Regions from separate parts of the Sus scrofa genome. Here region 1 is linked to region 2. Evidence: chromatin contacts called from public HiChIP or PLAC-seq data. All regions are on one chromosome and are shown on one strand. The core of a region is the stretch at or near the end of the contact, and the rest is flanking DNA. Distances in the headings are between cores, read along the strand shown.

Region 1 (3,337 bases), core at 815-3,314, 230 kb before region 2:
GTGACTCTCTCTGTGTGCCTCAGGTTTAAAGTCCCCCAAAGAGAGCCTCTGGCCTCGGCAGGCAGTCACTAGCCCTCTATCAGGTAGAGTTTTCATGCTAAGCCACTTCCAGGCCCATAGCCAAACTGTGGACTGACCATCCTTGTGCATTATCTGAGGCCAAAGCAACAGGGTAACATATCTTAGGGAATTCCTCAGGAAAGGCATCTGGGTATGAAAAACACCCTGAGATTTCCCCCAAATGAGGGAAAGTAATTGGCAAAGATCTTGTTCTTCCTGTCTAAGAAATTAGTAGCAGTAATTTATGAGTCTTATTTACCCATGAACACTCCGCGCAGTTCCTTCACCTCACTGATGCCGGTATTTGTTTTTCTCTGTTTCAGAGGCTAGAATTCCTGTAGAGAATAGTGTAGTGTGCTCCATTTAGCATGCTAAATATAAGGAACTGAAGTAGAGAATTGTCATTGTTCTGTATTTCACAGATAATAAGTAAGCAAATCTTTCCCCCCCAAAAAATGTTTCCCCTAGGAAGCAGTCCAAGTGAAACCACATTGTTAGTTTAACGTATTTTAGACGATTAGCAAGAGAGGGGCAGACATTTCTCAAAACAGTAAACTCAGAAGGATGCTTTGGTGGAAGAGAGATAACCACATTTTCCAAAGAAAAATTCAACACTAGATGGTGTTAGGTTTTTCTTTTGAATTTCTTACAAAGGAACCAATCATAAAAGTTCTGGTCCTCTAATCCTATGGGGCTTTTGCTTTTGTTTTTCTCAATCTCTTGCAGTCTTTTCTCTTGGCATTCTGTGGTTTTTTCCAGAGAATGTTACCAGAGATGACCTGACTTTTTTTAGGTGAATAGGAAAACTGCCAGGTGAAACTAATTTGAACCAGGCCATTCAAGTCAGAGACATCAGTATATTTTAGAGTATTTCTCTCTTAAAAACAGTTTTGTTCCTTATGCTTCTGTATTTTACTTTCCTCTTTTCTTTTTTTCTGATTACATTTGGCTTCCTTCATTTTCTAAACAAGGTACTTTTTTAAAGAAACACTTTGCCCCAAAGTCACCGTATTTCACAATTCTGCGTGAAAGCCTAAATGGAGTGTGCCCAAGTACGGTACATGACACTCAGATTGCGTCGATATAAGCCTGTGCTCAAAATGGGGAGGCTTTTGTCTGCCCTTTGAGCGTTTTTCTTTTACTAGGATGAACATTTAAATCTCAGCTTTAAAGTTGCCTCACCTCACACACCACCAAACCCGCCCCCCACCCCCATCCCTCCAGGCTCACAGACGCACATCCCTTTCTTTTACACACTCCTTACTTAAAGGGATAGACGAAGAGATGCAGCCTGAATGGCATAAAATAGAGAGAGCATTTTTATTGCAGGCAACGCCTGCCCTTTATTAAATCTCTCACTGAGAGGGAGGGCTGGTTAGCACTGCGATGATCCCCTCAGAAGGTAACTGCTTGCTGCTTTCACCGCTCCAGGACTGGGAGCACAGCACTGCGCCGCCTAGTGATGGGCATCACCTGATGCTAATATGCCCTGGCTCCGCCTTCCTCCTTCAGCTCTCCTACCAATGGAGGCCACCCTCTCCACTCAGCTCCAATCTGTCCACCTCAGACAACTCAGTGACAACCTGCCAGGGATCTTGACGCTGCAGGGTGGGAAAGGAGGGGATCCAGGATGAGTACCACGAATGTCCCCTCCATCAGACAGCTAACTGATGCTGGTGCTTACAACAGAGGCGGGTAGTTACAAAGACACCCCCCCCATTCTAAAATATTTAGGTATCTTGCCAATGTTTTATACTAGAATAAGTTATAAAGAGATGTTTGAGGATTTAGCTATTCTGGTAGAGGCCTCCCACCCTCAAGCAGAGGACTTAAATGGGAAATGGACGTCCTGGAATGGGGAAGCCAGGCATTCCTTCCCTGTGACTTCCGCAAGGAACTGAAGGGGTGAGGAGAAGTCAAACCCCGAGCTTCGTCTTTGATCAGAAGAGTCTGGGCAGACCTGGAGGGTCGTTTTCACAACAGATGGTGTGGCAGCTGGAGACCAGGTCCTAGGGCTTCTGAGTGCAGAGCAGGCAGGGGCGGGGCCAGGGCTAAAGCGCCGGGAGCCTCAGCCTCGGAAGCTAATCAGATTACAGATGAATAGGCTTAGATAGAACTTTTTTTTTTTTTTTTTTTTTTTTTTTTTTTGTCTTTTTGTCTTTTTAGGGCCGCCCCGTGCACACGGAAGTTGCCAGGGGTCAAATCAGAGCTACAGTTGCCAGCCTACACCACAGCCACAGCCACGTAGGATCCGAACCGCATTTGCAAACTACAACGCATCTCAGGGCAAGGCTTAACCACTGAGCGAGGCCGGAAATCAAACCCGCATCCTCATAAATACTAATCATGTTCATTACTGCTGAGACAGGTTGGGAACTCCCAAGAACATTTAACTTTGCTGTTAATTACTACTTTTCAAATGCTAACTCACAATTCAGTGGTAGGGGCCAACCGAATTTCTTTACTTATTCCACATTTCCCAACAAACGATGTTAAAATCAGTGGGAGCCCTAGATAAACACGGATGGAATTCCACAGACGTCACAGCACACATCACACAGCATTCCAGAGAAGGCTGGCCTCACAGTTAGCTGAATGTCAGGCCATTTTCCTCTTTAGTAACATTTTTGAGCAGGGAAGATGGGAGTGGAAAAAATTAAAAAGAAAGAAAATCCCTTTGTAGTCATGAAAGTCTCAGTATTTTTTAAATAAGGATCAACAGCAAAAGGAACACATAAAATCTTTTGAAAATACTTACCATTTGGTCCAGAAATATGGCAACTGAATTATTAGAAATAAGAAACTGGTTGAAACAAACAGATCCATTTAGGCTTAATTCCCCCCTCTGAGCAGGCAAGAACTGCCTTATATAAACACCCACACACTGGATCTGTTCCCCTTTGTACCCCTGGGAGGGGTGAAAGAAGAAAAGCACGTAGGATGTTTTCTTTTGTGGAAAAGCTTGTGTGCATAACCACAAGGCCTGTGGATTCTGCAGACTGATGAGGTCTAACCCAAAAGACTGCATCCATTACCTGTGACAGATTTCCATTATGAAGGCAAGGCACCTGCAGGAAAATGACCCGTAAACTTTTATAACAACTGCGTTATTGTAACATTCCTTTTTTTTTAGTCAGAGAGAAGTATCTCTTAAGGCTCAATGCTCAGTAAATTCTGCAAGTTATCTCTTCTTACTTAGGAATGTCCATCTTCCACTCCCAGTTCATGATCGAGCCTTATGGGAAAACCGGCTTTCTCTAGGCATCTTGTCTCCATG
Region 2 (3,118 bases), core at 589-3,088:
CTGTGCTTCCTGGGTAGAATTAATTCATGTAAAATGCCTAGCACAAACTATATGAGGTAAGCTTGAATGGAGCTGTAAAAGAATGGGCACACTGTAATAGTGGAAAATGATTCCATTGACAAGAATAATTAAAGCTAGGGACAGGAATGTTTCAAGTAGTGAAGATATAAATATTTTTAAAAATTTGGCATATACCATGTATCCCAGTGTTCACAGCAGCATTACTCACAATTGTCAAGATATGGAAGCAACCGAAGTGTCCATTAACAGATGAGTGGATAGAGATGTGGTACATATATAAAATGGAATATTACTCAGCTATAAAAAGAAAAATTTTGCCATTTGCAGCAACATGGATGGACTTGGAGGGCATTATGCTAAGTGAAATAAGCCAAATGGAGAAAGACAAATACTGTGTGATATCACTTATATGTGGAATCTAAAAGTACAACAAACTAATGGATATAACGAAAAAGCAGACTCACAGATGTAGAGAACAAACTAGTGGGAGGAGGGACAACATGGGGTAGAGGAGTGGGAGGTACAACCTATGAGGTGTAAGACAGGCTACAAGGATGTAGTGTGCAACACAGGGAATATGGCCAATATTTTGTTATAACTAAATGTGGTATAACCTTTAAAACTTGTATTACACAGTAAAAAAATTGGTATCTACAAGAGAAAAATTCACAGGTAGTAGCCTTATGTTTCTAATTTTTTGTTGCAAATAACAAACTCTTTCCTATATGGCAAAGTTAACTTTCATTTAGCATTTCCTTCTCTGCCCCTTAGCTCATAACCCAAGACAATCCTTCAACAGTGCAAAGAGTCTTTAGGAAAGATTCATAGTAGTGTCAAAGAATAACTCAAAAGTCACAAAATTGTAGCACACCGTTTCCTTGTTCATAAAGAGGTAAAACAGTAGATTGATTTCACCTCACAAAGGTGAAAACAGGATTTATTGAAAGAGGAAAGAAGGGAGAGAAAGATAATTATAGTCTTGGGAAGAGAGACTTGTTCGCACATCTAAAAAAATGAGATAACTGACTAGCTGGCAGCAGTCAATCTGGACAGTGTAGTTGAGAAGACTGACTAAGGGTACAAAAAATATCTTGTTTATGAAATCTTTGGAAAATCTTTGTGAGCTAGATAAACTATGAAGCTGCATGACAGGCTGTTTCTCTGTAATGCCTGCCTGTGTCTTTCCATCAGTACCTTGTTCTGGGCTGGACCAGTTCTGCACTACTGCCCCCACTAGAAGTCTCAATATAACTGCTGATTTTCTTGAAACCCATTTCCCCTAAATCCTTACTTCTCACTGGACTCTCTTCTGAGTTCTTATTTGAAAGTGATCATAATCTGGGGTGCTTTGTAGTGGAGTCTCTATTACAAAGAGTTATAATCATTTTTCTAATATGAATTTAAGATGTTAAAAATAGGCAAAATTTAAGTTTTCCTTCTTTCTTGCATTTTCCTAAGCATTAACACCAGTATTTTCACACTTCAACGAACAAAACAGATAGTAGTGACATCACTATCAAATGAATCATGTGAACTAACCTGAATAAACATTTTTTTCTTAAATAAATACATTAGCATTAATATTTTAAATGTTATTTAAAATATTTTAATTGAGAGAACAGCTTCAGTGCTTGTAAACAGTTGATTATGGTTTCTGCCCTGCAGTGAATTATCACAGAAGAACATCTTGGCAAATATTTGCTGGCTTCATGCCCACCATCATTATGAAGCAGGAACTCTCTTCAGTTTAAGATGATAACCTGAAGACAAGCAATATAAAGTATGTTTACTTTTAGAAATCAAAATCCCCCGAGATTAAGTTTCTTCGAAGTAATGCTTAAAGGCTGCATTCGTCCCCCTGCACATTGGTGGGTCACCTCTAAAAAAGGAAAATACATTTTGCTACTTAAATTAAAGGTGAAGAGTAAAAATTGCCCAATTGCTTCGTAGGTGTTTGCCAAAGTACATAAACTTTAAGATCTCAACGCAAATTGAAATAATCTTTTATTATGTCTTGTTAGGAGGAAAGACAGTTCCCTTTTCACTGCTCCTAATTTTTAAAAATCATCACAACACAGCAAAAGTCAAAATCTGCTCATCTCAATTCCTTAGTAATAGCAATGAATCCGTATGTTAAAGAAGGCCTGTGAATTGCCGAATACACTATGCAAGAGAAGCCCCTGTGAACTGACCTGAAAAGACTAAAGTTAACCTTTCTTAGGTCTTCGGTATTTTAAAAGACAATAGCTTAGATGCTAGACATTAATTCAGAGCCTTAGAAATCCACAGTAACACAGTTCTCACTTGCTTGAGTTTGGTCTGCATCCTTTTATGTAAGTCAGATCTTTTACAGACTGATGAAATGCGTAATATTTTTTAACAGACAAAGGAATACCCTTGACAGTGCAGCATAATAAGAAGGCGCAGCGAATTGTCGCGCGATGTTAAAACGCTACAGCCCTGACGTCGCAGGTTGCCATAGCAGCATCCCTCAGAGTGGAAAAGAGGGGTGGTGCGAGGGGCGGAGCGGGGCTTCTGCGGAGGACAACGGACGGTCTCCTGCAGCAGGTCTGACTTCTACCAAAATGAGCGGCCTGGATGAGGGCGACAATCTCCCTGTCGCTCAAACCTGCGGCCCCGCTACTCCCGACCATGCCCCGGGACATCCGAACCCAAAGCAGTGTCAGGGCGAGGAAAGCGAGGCGACCCTGGTGATGGCGGACTCAGGTGAGAGCGGCTTGCAGAGCGCTGCAGAGGGAGGTGAACCCCGGGACCCCGCGGGCTGTGGCCTTGCGCTCCGCGTTCGAGTTGCTGGGAATCGCGGCCGTGTAGCGACCAAAGCCGGCCAGAAAGAGGCTCCGGCTTCTACGGAGGGTCTGGAAGCAGCCTCTGCCTCCGCCTCCATAGCAGCTGACAGTAGCCAGGAAAATGGCTGTCAGCGTAGAGAGCTGCGCATCCCTGCTGTGGAGAAGGCTCTAGAAGCCTGTGGCGCAGGGCGTTTGGGGTCTCAGATGATACCTGGGGCCAAGGCCAAGGAAATGATGATGAAAAAGGGCACTGTTTCAACGGCGGCTGAAAAGGAGGGAGTAGCAGAGGA

What was found. HiChIP or PLAC-seq counts read pairs in DNA pulled down with a chosen protein or histone mark.
Region 1: a contact with region 2 is called in an H3K27ac HiChIP or PLAC-seq map of alveolar macrophages. The contact joins the enhancer-like site here to the promoter of TSPYL4 in region 2. A contact is called at or near these places in 3 of 5 promoter capture datasets (fetal skeletal muscle, liver and skeletal muscle), 7 of 47 Hi-C or Micro-C datasets (embryonic fibroblasts, liver, omental adipose tissue and 2 more) and 2 of 2 datasets of contacts at active chromatin or transcription factors (alveolar macrophages and skeletal muscle).

What each region holds. Positions count from the first base shown.
Region 1 is chr1:82,123,343-82,126,679 of Sscrofa11.1, reverse strand. The region is part of intron 3 of TRAPPC3L (trafficking protein particle complex subunit 3-like protein); the gene reads left to right. The region is part of intron 1 of FAM26D (protein FAM26D); the gene reads right to left. Among named protein-coding and RNA genes, the nearest start is that of FAM26D, 15 kb to the right of the region's middle. Within about 2 kb of position 2,064, at least 37 of the 83 cell types and tissues checked have an H3K27ac peak or open chromatin away from gene starts, as enhancers often do. A contact at or near this core is called in alveolar macrophages, fetal skeletal muscle, liver and 3 more, where this site is marked.
Region 2 is chr1:81,892,363-81,895,480 of Sscrofa11.1, reverse strand. It overlaps TSPYL4 (testis-specific Y-encoded-like protein 4), which reads left to right and starts at 1,838. Exons shown (of 2, transcript XM_005659397.3): 1 at 1,838-3,118. The coding sequence starts at 2,463.